Linked DNA regions of Salmo salar: region 2 is linked to region 1. The links are chromatin contacts, called in public Hi-C maps. All regions are on one chromosome and are shown on one strand. The core of a region is the stretch at or near the end of the contact, and the rest is flanking DNA. Distances in the headings are between cores, read along the strand shown.

Region 1 (5,829 bases), core at 1,228-3,727:
GTGAAGTCTTGTTACCTTCTAGGATCTCTGAAGAATAGATACAAACGTGACTTGACTCGTTGAAACAACGTTTAGGGTGAGATTTTCACAGATTCCCTTCTTTGAAAATTGAACAAGTGGAAATACAAAATCGATCGTGCATGCTATATGGATCTTTTTAGGACATGAAAAATTATTTTATCTAACAAAACGACACTTCATGTTATCTCTGGGACCCTTTGGATGATAAATCAGAACAAGATTTCAGAATGTAAGTACACATTTCACCATAAGAGGTGAATTTATCAAACCTATCGCAAAGAGAAAAAAAGTTGTTGTTGTTAGGAGCTCTCCTCAAACAATAGCACGGCATTTTTCCCCCGCAGTAATAGCTACTGTAAATTGGACAGTGCAGTTATATTAACAAGAATTTAAGCTTTCAGCCGATATAAGACATATGTACCGACATTTGTTGTTTCTCTAAAATCTGTGATCTTGACATAACGCGCTGCATGATTTACAACTGTCCTGTCGATGGGACGCCGATCCTTAAGAATTAAAGCATTCCGACCGACATTTCATCGACACAAAAACATCCCAGCTTGTCTAGTGTATTTTGTTTTGTCGACATCAGGCCTGTCATTAAAAAAAGTTACCCGACATGTACTTTACTCGCAGAAAAAGGTTGGAAACCTGATTAGTGACCATGTATTTTCATTGGCAGTTCTTACTTCCATAATTTCGCCACAAGAGGCATTGTGCTGATTTCCAGTATCTAGTAAGCCCCGCCCTGCTATAAATGTGCAAACATGAAAAAAAAACTGATGCTTATTTTGGGGAATTTAAACCATTTGTGTTACAAAAGGTGATTAAAATAAAAAGTGTTAATGCTTGATAGACTGTCTTTTCAATCATTACCAATTTGGGGTAAAAAGAATGACCTCCGTTGGTGCTTTTAGGGTTAAGGAAAGAGAGGGCATAACAATAACAGGAGCCTATGATGCAAATAAGCCACTCTACACTAAAGGACCACAGTCATATAGATGATTAGTAAGCCAACAAACCACCATTGAAAAACAAGCATCATCACTTTAAAAAAAAAAACTTCAGTTACAGACAAAGTGCTTGGATCATGGAAGAATGGTGTTATCATTAATCTATCAACCTAGGATTCACTCATCTTTACCTTTGAATGGCAAACACGTCACTGCCCTTTACAACATTGCTCAAGTGCTACTATATAGTTTACAGTTTCACTCTGCTTCCAAAAGTCTAAGGTTCAAGTACAACAGGCTGAACACAGCTGAGCTAGCCTGAGCCGTCAGTCTGGTTCAACCAGACTTTGGCCTATAGGCCTAGTACTGGAACTTAAATGGAAAGAGGGAATTACCAGAATGTGTTGATTAGATCATGGAACACTACTGTTTAATGTCGTTAGAATAAAATACGGGCTAGCTAGCTAATCAGCTTAACTGATTAGATTAGGATAAACAATCTATTCCCTATCCAGTCCACACTAAAATGAGCCCATCAAGAAAATAGTTACAATAGTTTCAAATCACGTGACCTGCAACAACTTGTTGGTCTGGCCAGCAGTGGCTAGCAAACTAGAGCTAACAGTACAGTATCTAGCTAGCTAAATTAAATTACCAACAATGTGTCAAACAAGGTTAGCTAAAATTATCTACAATTACACTTAGCTAATAGTTATGTTACGCCAACGAGGACAACATAATACGGCTTGTAACGTTACATAAATCACGCAGTTATAGTACTAGTTAATGAAAGGGCGAGGTTCAGGATTGCAGTTTGTAGTCTTTTTGTCTGAGATTCAATATAGCTAGCTTGCTAACTTGACAGTTCATTGTGAGGTCAATAAACTAGCTAACTCAAAAATCAGTTGTACTGTCTATATTTATAACCTAGATAGCTAACTAATTGTATCGTTAATAGGTGTCGAAAGGAAACTAACTGGTATGCAAGCCAAGTTGTATCATAAACATAACCAGGCCATTTTCCTGTGTCACTGACAGGATGTAGAACCCTGACAAATAAAGACCCATTCAAAACTCCCATTCGTGGTTATAATGTTGACTTCCTGCAAAATATTTAACCAAACTGAACATTCTTACCGGCGTCAAAGAACGCAAGTTCATCGACTTAATTTAACACAAACACACAATTTCATTGTATTTCTATCATCATGTAGCAATACAATTTCATTGCACTTCTACCATCAAATAAATTAGGCTATAAAAACAACAAACCCGATACTAGCATCAATCGTTAGCTAGAAATGCTAACGATAGCTAGCGTTTAGAATCTGATTCATGTTGTCAACATACATATTAGGAATATTGAAAAAGACAAATTATATGAATCCCACCTGTAAATGGACGTCTTGATCCCGCTGTGGTATCGGTGGTTCTGGGAAGACCGTGTCAGGCAAAATCTGTTACCCAGGCTGGCAAACACAGAAACCCAGCTTCTCATCAGGAAGTCTGTCCGCTTGTCGACGTCAACCTGTACGTGGCATACCGCGGAGGGCGCAGTCGCAGCTGCTCAACTATTTGACACGTTTGACAGTGACATTTGAGCGAAATCAGCAGATTTTTTTCTGCATAGGCGCAGGTTGGGAAATTGAGTTTTATATTATAAATGTGTGACTGTGTGACTGCTTTCCTTTGTACTGTGTTTTGCAGGTCGTTCTTTTCATTTCAATGGTTGCAGTGACACACAGTACAAGTAAAACGTTTTCACACACCTACTAATTCAAGGGTTTTTATTTATTTTTACTATTTTCAACATTGTAGAATAATAGTGATGACATCAAAACTGTGAAATAACACATATGGAATCATGTAGTAACCAAATCAAAACACATTTTATATTCAACAAAGTAGCCAACCTTTGCCTTGATGACAGCTTTGCACACTTTTGGCATTCTCTCAACCAGCTTCATGAGGAATGCTTTTCCAACGGTCTTAAAGGAGTTCTCACATATGCTGAGCACTTGTTGGATGCTTTTCCTTCATTTTATGGTCCAACTCATCCCAAACCATCTCAATTGGGTTGAGGTCGGGTGATTGTGGAGGCCAGGTCATCTGATGCCGCACTCCATCACTCTCCTTCTTGGTCAAATAGCCCGTACACAGCCTGGCGGTGTGTTTTGGGTCATTGTCCTGCTGAAAAACAAATGATAGTTCCACTAAGCACAAACCAGATGGGATGGTGTATTGCTGCAGAATGCTGTGGTAACCATGCTGATTAAGTGTGCCTTGAATTCTAAATAAATCACTGACAGTGTCACCAGAAAAGCACCCCCACACATCACACCTCCTCCTCCATGCCTCACGGTGGAATCACACATGTCGAGATCATCCATTCACCTACTCTGCGACTCACAAAGACACGGTGGTTGGAACCAACAATCTCAAATGTGGACTTATCAGACCAAAGGACAGATTTAAACCGGTCTAATATCTATTGCTCGTGTTTCTTTACCAAGAAAGTATCTTCTTCTTATTGGTGTCCTTTAGTAGTGGTTTCTTTGCAGCACTTCGAACATGAAGGCCTGATTCAAGCAAGTCTCATCTGAACAGTTGATTTTGGGATGTGTCTGTTACTTGAACTCTGTGTAGTATTTATTTGGGCTGCAATCTGGGGTGCAGTTAACTCTAACAAACTTATCCTCTGCAGCAGAGGTAACTCTGGGTCTTCCTTTCCTGTGGTGGTCCTCACGAGAGCCAGTTTCACCATAGCGCTTGATGGTTTTTGTGACTGCACTTGAAGTCATTTTCAAAGTTCTTGAAATGTTCCATGTTGACTGACCTTCATGTCTTAAAGTAATGATGGACTGTCATTTCTCTATGCTTATTTGATCTGTCCTTGCCAAAATATGGACTTGGTCTTTTACCAAATAGGGCTATCTTCTGTATACTACTGCTAACTTGTAACAACACAACTGATTGGCTCAAATGCATTAAGAAGGAAGAAATTCCACAAATGAATTTTTAATAAGGTACACCTGTTAATTGAAATGCATTGCAGGTGACTACCTTGTGGAGTTGGTTGAGAGACCCTTGAATGAGTAGGTGTGTCCAAACTTTAGACTGGTACTGTAAGTTATTATGTGGTGTAAGTAGCTGTAATAAAAACTAATTAAGCACATCACAAGGTCAGTAACAATCAAGACAACTAAAGGCACAACAATCTGTCATTTAAGAGGTATATGAATGATAAACATTACAGTTTGGGCACATTACACGGCGGAGGCAAATCAAGACCCCTTGATAGCAGTCAAGACACAGTGTAACCTTTCAAGCCAACTTAGTGAGATAATAAATCTTTTTTTTGCCATTGGAACACAGAATCTCATGTCTCTAAGTCTCAAGCTTTGCACAGTACTTGTGTGCATGCCTTATAGTGCTTTCAATATTTGACAGATTAGTCAACGGATTTTCCATTTACTGAAATCATGGCAACAAACTTGTTCAGCCCTCATTCCTCCTTCAAAACACAGTTCTTCCCTTGCCTCAAAACCCACAATACATCTTCATCACTTCTTCTTCTTCTTCTCCTGTGTGAAATCGAACCAGGCGTCCAGCAGTTTCTTGCTGTAGTATATCTGACAGGCATCCACCTGCACTGCCACCACTATCACCAGGTACATGACGATGACTTCCGCCCAGCCGAAGATGAAGCGGTAGGCCTTGCCTTGGCAGTAAAGCTACTGGGCCTCGCCGAGCATCTCCATAGTGCCGTAGAATAGTGGAGCGATGGAGAACAGGCCTGAGCTGATCATGTAGATCACCAGGTAGCTGATGTTGTTCTTGTACAGTGACAGGCTGCTGGTGACCGGTGGAAAGAAACTGATCAGGTAGGGGTACTCCCATCTGTAGGGATTGGCTGCCGGGTCGCTGGGCACCAGGTCGAGTTTGCTGATAGTCACCTGGGCCGCCACCACGAGCCACAGCAGAAGGTGGACAAAGTTGAGCTTCCGCTACTCCTACTTTATCAAGGCACTGGAGGCACAGGGAAAAAGGGGAGAGAAAGTTGAGACAGTATGTTTAATGATCCGATAGAAAGGCAGGCAGACAAGACAGACAAGCATACAGACAGACAAGCATACAGACAGACAAGCATACAGACAGACAAGAGCACAGACAGATATGATTACCTCAACTGGTACTCATGTTGCATATGTCAGATCAGTTGGAAATGGCCTGTAGCCCTTTCCTGCAGTCAATGACAAAAAGCACCCTCTTTGGCCTCATGGGTTTAATATTATTCATATTTTTGATGATTTCATAATTAATCGAGATTATATGTTTTTTTAAACGACAACAATCTGGTGTTTCTATGTCAAACAGTTCTCTTACATTTCAGTCTTCTGTGATGTACTGCATATACAGTGTAATTTTGGGATGCAAACTCAAAATGTAATACATTTCAACTCGATATCTGACATGGTACAGGTGTCTTCTTTTTTTAAGCCCATAACCATGTGTGCGAGGTGTAGACTTTTGTTTCAAAGTAGATTTGTTTAAGACTACAAAAAAATCACTCTGTGTGACCCTGATTTAGCCCACTGCAGTAAAAGGCTACATTTACGAGATTGAATAGAGCCCGAAGTGTGCATTTTCAGCAGAAATTCTAGAAGATTCTATGTAGTAACTCTACATCCAAACCAATATATTTAATGTAGTTTTTTTAAGCCCACATCTGATCCTTTAATAATGAGTATCATATGGGTTTTTCACATGTATTTCATTCAAAGAAATGATTATGCAGACACACACACCGATGTGATGATCAGGCTTCTATTTCTACCCTAAAACAATTGAATAT
Region 2 (5,213 bases), core at 461-2,960, 170 kb before region 1:
CCTGTGCTGGTCTGCTAAAACTTGTCTGGCCTTTGCATAACCTTTACAAAGAACTGGTGTGGGTGGGTGTGTTTGTCTGTGTCTGTGTATTTTGAATCCTGTGTTTTCTACTTCCCTTTATTTCCTGTCTCCAGCTTTAATAAGAAGGAGAAGTTGACATCTGGTTCTGATCTACCAGCAGCCGTAATAACCCCTAAACCTCATGATGATGTTATCGCTAACGGCGGCCCTGTGCATCATCAGAGACAGCCATGCGGAAGTGTGGATCCTGAGGTTAAAGGTTTCACTGGATTCCAGGCTGGGACCAATCTATGATCATTAAACATTTATTGAAAAAGATAAACTCATAGAACTGTATATCTAGTCAGATTCACTTGAGGCCACATTTTAACATTTTTATAGCCCTACACACTTTCAATAGACTATTTGAGACTTACTTTACTGACTTTAGTCAAAGCATTCCCATATCACCATGACCATAACGATAACAGATTTTTAGACCAAACAGTATATGACATGATACGTGATTCCATTTCATTGATGTTGTATGGGTTTAGGAGTGAGGTTTCTGAACCCAAGTATCTTAACAGGATATTGTCATATTATTGATTATTCACTGATCTATGGAAGCTTTTCTTTAACATACGTATGTTGTCATGCCCTTGCTGTCCCAGTCTCTGTCCAGTGTGCCCATACTCAGTGGTCCAAATACTAAGCTGAGATACCTGTTGTAACTCCAACTTTCACTCACATCAGTCACTATGTCAGTGTAAGGATTGTGTGAAATATGAAGTAATTGGCAACCGCTCGGCCTCCGACTGCAAGGCACTACAAAGTGTAGTGCATACGGCCCAGTACATCACTGGGGCCAAGCTTCCTACCATCCAGGACCTCTATACCAGGCCGTGTCAGAGGAAGGCACAAAAAATTGCCAAAGACTCCAGCCACCCTAGTCATAAACTTTTCTCTCTGCTACCGCACGGCGCCAAGTCTAGGTCCAAAAGGCTTCTTAACAGCTTCTACCCCCAAGCCATAAGACTCCTGAACAGCTAATCAAATGGCTACCCAGACTATTTGTGTTGTCCCCACCCCCCATTTTTACACTGCTGCTACTCTCTGTTTATTAACCATGCATAGTTGGGGTGGCAGCGTAGCCTAGTGGTTAGAGCATTGGACTATTAACCACAAGGTTGCAAGTTCAAATCCCCGAGCTGACAAGGTACAAATCTGTTATTCTGCCCCTGAACCAGGCAACTAACCCACTGTTCCTAGGCCGTCATTGAAAATAAGTATTTGTTCTTAACTCACTTGCCTAGTTAAATAAAGGTTACTTTTTTTTTTTAAATAGAAAATACATTTGAACAGTAATATTTGAAAAGTATATGAATGACTTGTCTTTTATTGTTTTGTGTGCATATAACTTCTCAGAATGTAAATTATGAGCAATTAGATATTAAAGTATCTGATGAACGTTATCAAGAAGTGCAATGAATCATTAAAACATTTCTTACATATCTGCAACATTAAATGAAAAATGTTATGTGGACCATGAGTAGCCTACATATCAAGTAATTTGATACTATGAAGGTATATTAGAATAATTCAATGTATTTCATATTTAATATCATATAAGTGTACATTTGTAACCAAATAATAGTCATAAAACATAGACTTGGATGCAAATAATATTCTCATTCTATGGTCTCATATATCTAGATTGTTCACTTCCGGAAACAACAGGATGTTCTTCTGAACCAGGAAAAGCTTGAAAACAACGGCAACCTTTGCAAACAACGTGTATTTATGATTTTATGGGCTTTGCAATTAATCAGCAAGATGATTTGGAGAGTGCAGTAGCTGTGTACATTTTCCGTCTCTTCGTTCTTTGGTCACGCGTGTGTATGTTGCACTAACTCACTGTATTACCGAGTAAGTATGAGAACTGGGGACAAAAGTTACCTGCTAGCTAGCTAACGTTAGCCTATTCATAGATGCTAGCTAAGGCTCGCCTACACCAAATGTTTCTGAAGTTACAGGCAGCTTGTTGCCAGGTTTTGTTAGCTAGCGTGACTGTGCATAGTTGAATGCTATTCTAGAATGACAAATGGCACACACGAAGATAACCATTATACGAGCAATATTTAACGTTAGCGAAATGCAACGAGTAGCGACCCGAGGACTAGCCAATGATTGCTAGCATAGTAATCCATGGCACGGGCCAGACCCCCCCAAATGTGGGCAGTCGGGCTCACTCTTGGGGTGACGATGTCTCATGGCAGCTTTCTCCGTGTTATCACTCTTTTCATCCCTCCATCCCATTCATTTTTACCATTGTTCGTCATATCGTAAAATTCCGATGTCAGTATAGAACCAGTTATTGCTCACCTATAACGTTACCCTTTAATCATATTATTAGTAAACTTAGATTCACAGCTATCCATCCACATTTTGTAATGTTCATGCTTAAAAAAGTAAACCCTGATACATTTGGGTGGTCATGAAATTTCCTTTTAAGTGGTATAAATATAAACAACTTCAAATGTGACTCTGGGTGACAACATAAGGCAGTTTTTTTCTCCAACATTAGGAATGTTTTCCTTGAGAAATTAAGTCCACTTCATGTTTTGTTTCCTTTGCTTCCTTACTTCGTTGTATCGCAATACTGGTATCTTGACAACAATACGCTAGAAATTCGAATTGTTGGAAGCTTAGCCATATAGTGGGGCAGCTATGTTTTTGTATTGTAACTTCGGTGATAGAAGCATTAAATTGCTCACACACACACACAACAGGGTTTTAAAAACATTTCTAGATACAGGACCATCACAGGATTCACGCAATAACTCCACTGAAGCTTTTTTCCAATATGGCCGCCAAACAACACAATGGGTATTATTGGATCAATTTTGTATCACCATACCTGAATGAAACATAATTGTAGTATGCCCAATATTATCTTAAAATGGTCATAGGGATGTAGAATACACAACCAAATTAGCCAATTGTGCCAGTTATATAAATATGTTAAATGATTCACAGAACTGGGGTAAGAATGCCCAAAAAGCTGTCCTGATCACTGATTTCTTAACTGAAATGTTAAGAATGCTTAAAGGGGCAGTGCAGTTAACGTGATTTTCTTGTTTATTTTTAATATTTCCACACAGAGGTCGAAATAACACTTGGAAATTGTGAACATTTTGATAATGCAGTTTTTGTATAAGGGCTATTTAGAAGAAAAAATGCCAGTAATTTCAGTCTGTTCAGGTGGGATGGAACTTTTGGCCCACATAACATCACAATGTGATCTGATTAAAATAGACCAATGACTGTTAATCTGGGTAAGCGGGTGCGCTCTATAGCATCCTATCAGCCGATCATGGCTGTGTATGTAAATATCTTAACATTTGTTTCCTAACACCCATATGATCAGCCTGAGCATTTCCAGGGCCAAAGGAGGCTTGGGGATATAATTGCTAAAAAATATACTTGAGTTACTTTCATTATATAAACACAATGATTTGTTAGACCTACAGTGATGATTTGAAACAATCAATTACAAAGACTGCATGGGGACTTTAATTGCAATATTTAATCTTTAAAAAATGATATACAATGTTATCCTATTAACTGTTTTCATAAAGCAGAGGATTAGAGCACTTGTACAATTCCATGTGAATGCCAATATGTTTTAACCTATTATCTTGACGAGAGCAGAAAACCATTACACATAATTAGTCAAAATGTAAAGGGATAATCCACCCCAAACCCCTAATTCCTATGTTTAACAGTGTCAAACTGTGTTAAATAACAGTAATATGTGAAAACTATATTTTTTGTGAACAAATATTTATTTTTGTCATTATAACAAGGTTGGTATGTGGAAATCTGTTGCAGCTCAAGTCCACAACAAAACCCACAAAGCAATGCTCACTCTGGGCTGGCTAGCTAGCAAATGTAAATCCACACAATAATACCAAAGTCAGTATCAGCATGTGAGGTAGATGGTTAGCTGTAAAATCGCCTAAACGAACTGCACCCATTAATTTAGGAGTCTCTCACCAAGTTCAAATTGCAACTCTGCTGCCCAGAGCAGGTGCAAAGTACGTTGCTATGGGAACAGGGGTCCTTACCCACAGACACACAGGTTGCGTTGCAAGATGGTACTTGAAGGAGAAACTGAGTTGAATAATTTGTTCCACTAGATTGAGCACATCTAAGCAAAATATATACTTTGCCATGATGATATAAACGGACGGATGTGTTCTAGACAAGTATGCTCATACCATCTATTGGCTGATTTGGCGAGTTGGATTGTAAGTCGTTGTTTTATTAAGAGTGTCATGAAATGTGATGGTGTGTTATCCCCTATCTCCAGTGACAAGAACCATGTGGCTATGACACGTTCTTGCACGATTTGTGGTTTCACAGACGGACCACTTATTTCAGGGGATGGATTATCCCTTTAAAATGTATTCTTACTATGGGGCCGTAGCAGGTTGGTCTGTTATTAGAAAACTAAAAGTATCAATTAATATAACAGGCCTCAACAGGCCCAACATTGGATTTTACTACATGGAATATCCGGGGCAGGTTTATAGTCCTCATAATGAAAATAGTTTAATAGGATAACATTGTATATCCTTTTAGTCAGCCCACATTCATGAATATTTACAAGTATAAATCCATTTTAAATGTTTGAAAATGAAATATTGCAATTAAGATTTTAAACATCTTCAGAAATCAGTGATTCTGACACCTTTTTGGGCACATTCTTACCACAGTTCTGTGAATAATTGAACACCTTTGTATATATGACACACTTGGCTCATTTGGTTGTGTATTCTACATCATTATGACCATTTTAAGATATTATTGGGCGTACTACAATTCTTTCATACAGGTATGGTCATGCAAAATCGATCCAATAAGACCCCATTGAGTTGTTTGGTGCCATTTTGGAAAAAGGTTTCTGTGGGGTTAATGTGTGAATCCTGTGATGGCTCTGTATCTACAAATGTTGTTGAAACCCTTTTCTCACTGTGTGTGAAATTTGGTGCTTCTATCACCGAAGTTACAATCCAAAACCAAAGCTGCCCCAAGACATGAAATTCTAAGATTCCAACATTCTAATGTCAATTGCACAATAAGGGCTATTTTTAAACAATTGTTGTAGGTGGTACTTTCAAAGTTGGTTATGTTATATACAATTTGAA

The links. A called contact is a pair of places that touch in the nucleus more often than the background predicts.
Region 2: a Hi-C map of blood shows a contact between it and region 1, with 8 times the contacts expected there. The contact joins the promoter of LOC106582153 here to the promoter of tfg in region 1. A contact is called at or near these places in 2 of 3 Hi-C or Micro-C datasets (blood and gill).

What each region holds. Positions count from the first base shown.
Region 1 is chrssa21:25,902,564-25,908,392 of Ssal_v3.1, reverse strand. tfg (trafficking from ER to golgi regulator) reads right to left here and starts at 2,477. Exons shown (of 8, transcript NM_001173811.1): 1 at 2,366-2,477. It also overlaps the pseudogene LOC106581992.
Region 2 is chrssa21:26,075,756-26,080,968 of Ssal_v3.1, reverse strand. LOC106582153 (sentrin-specific protease 7) reads left to right here and starts at 1,710. Exons shown (of 23, transcript XM_014164946.2): 1 at 1,710-1,929.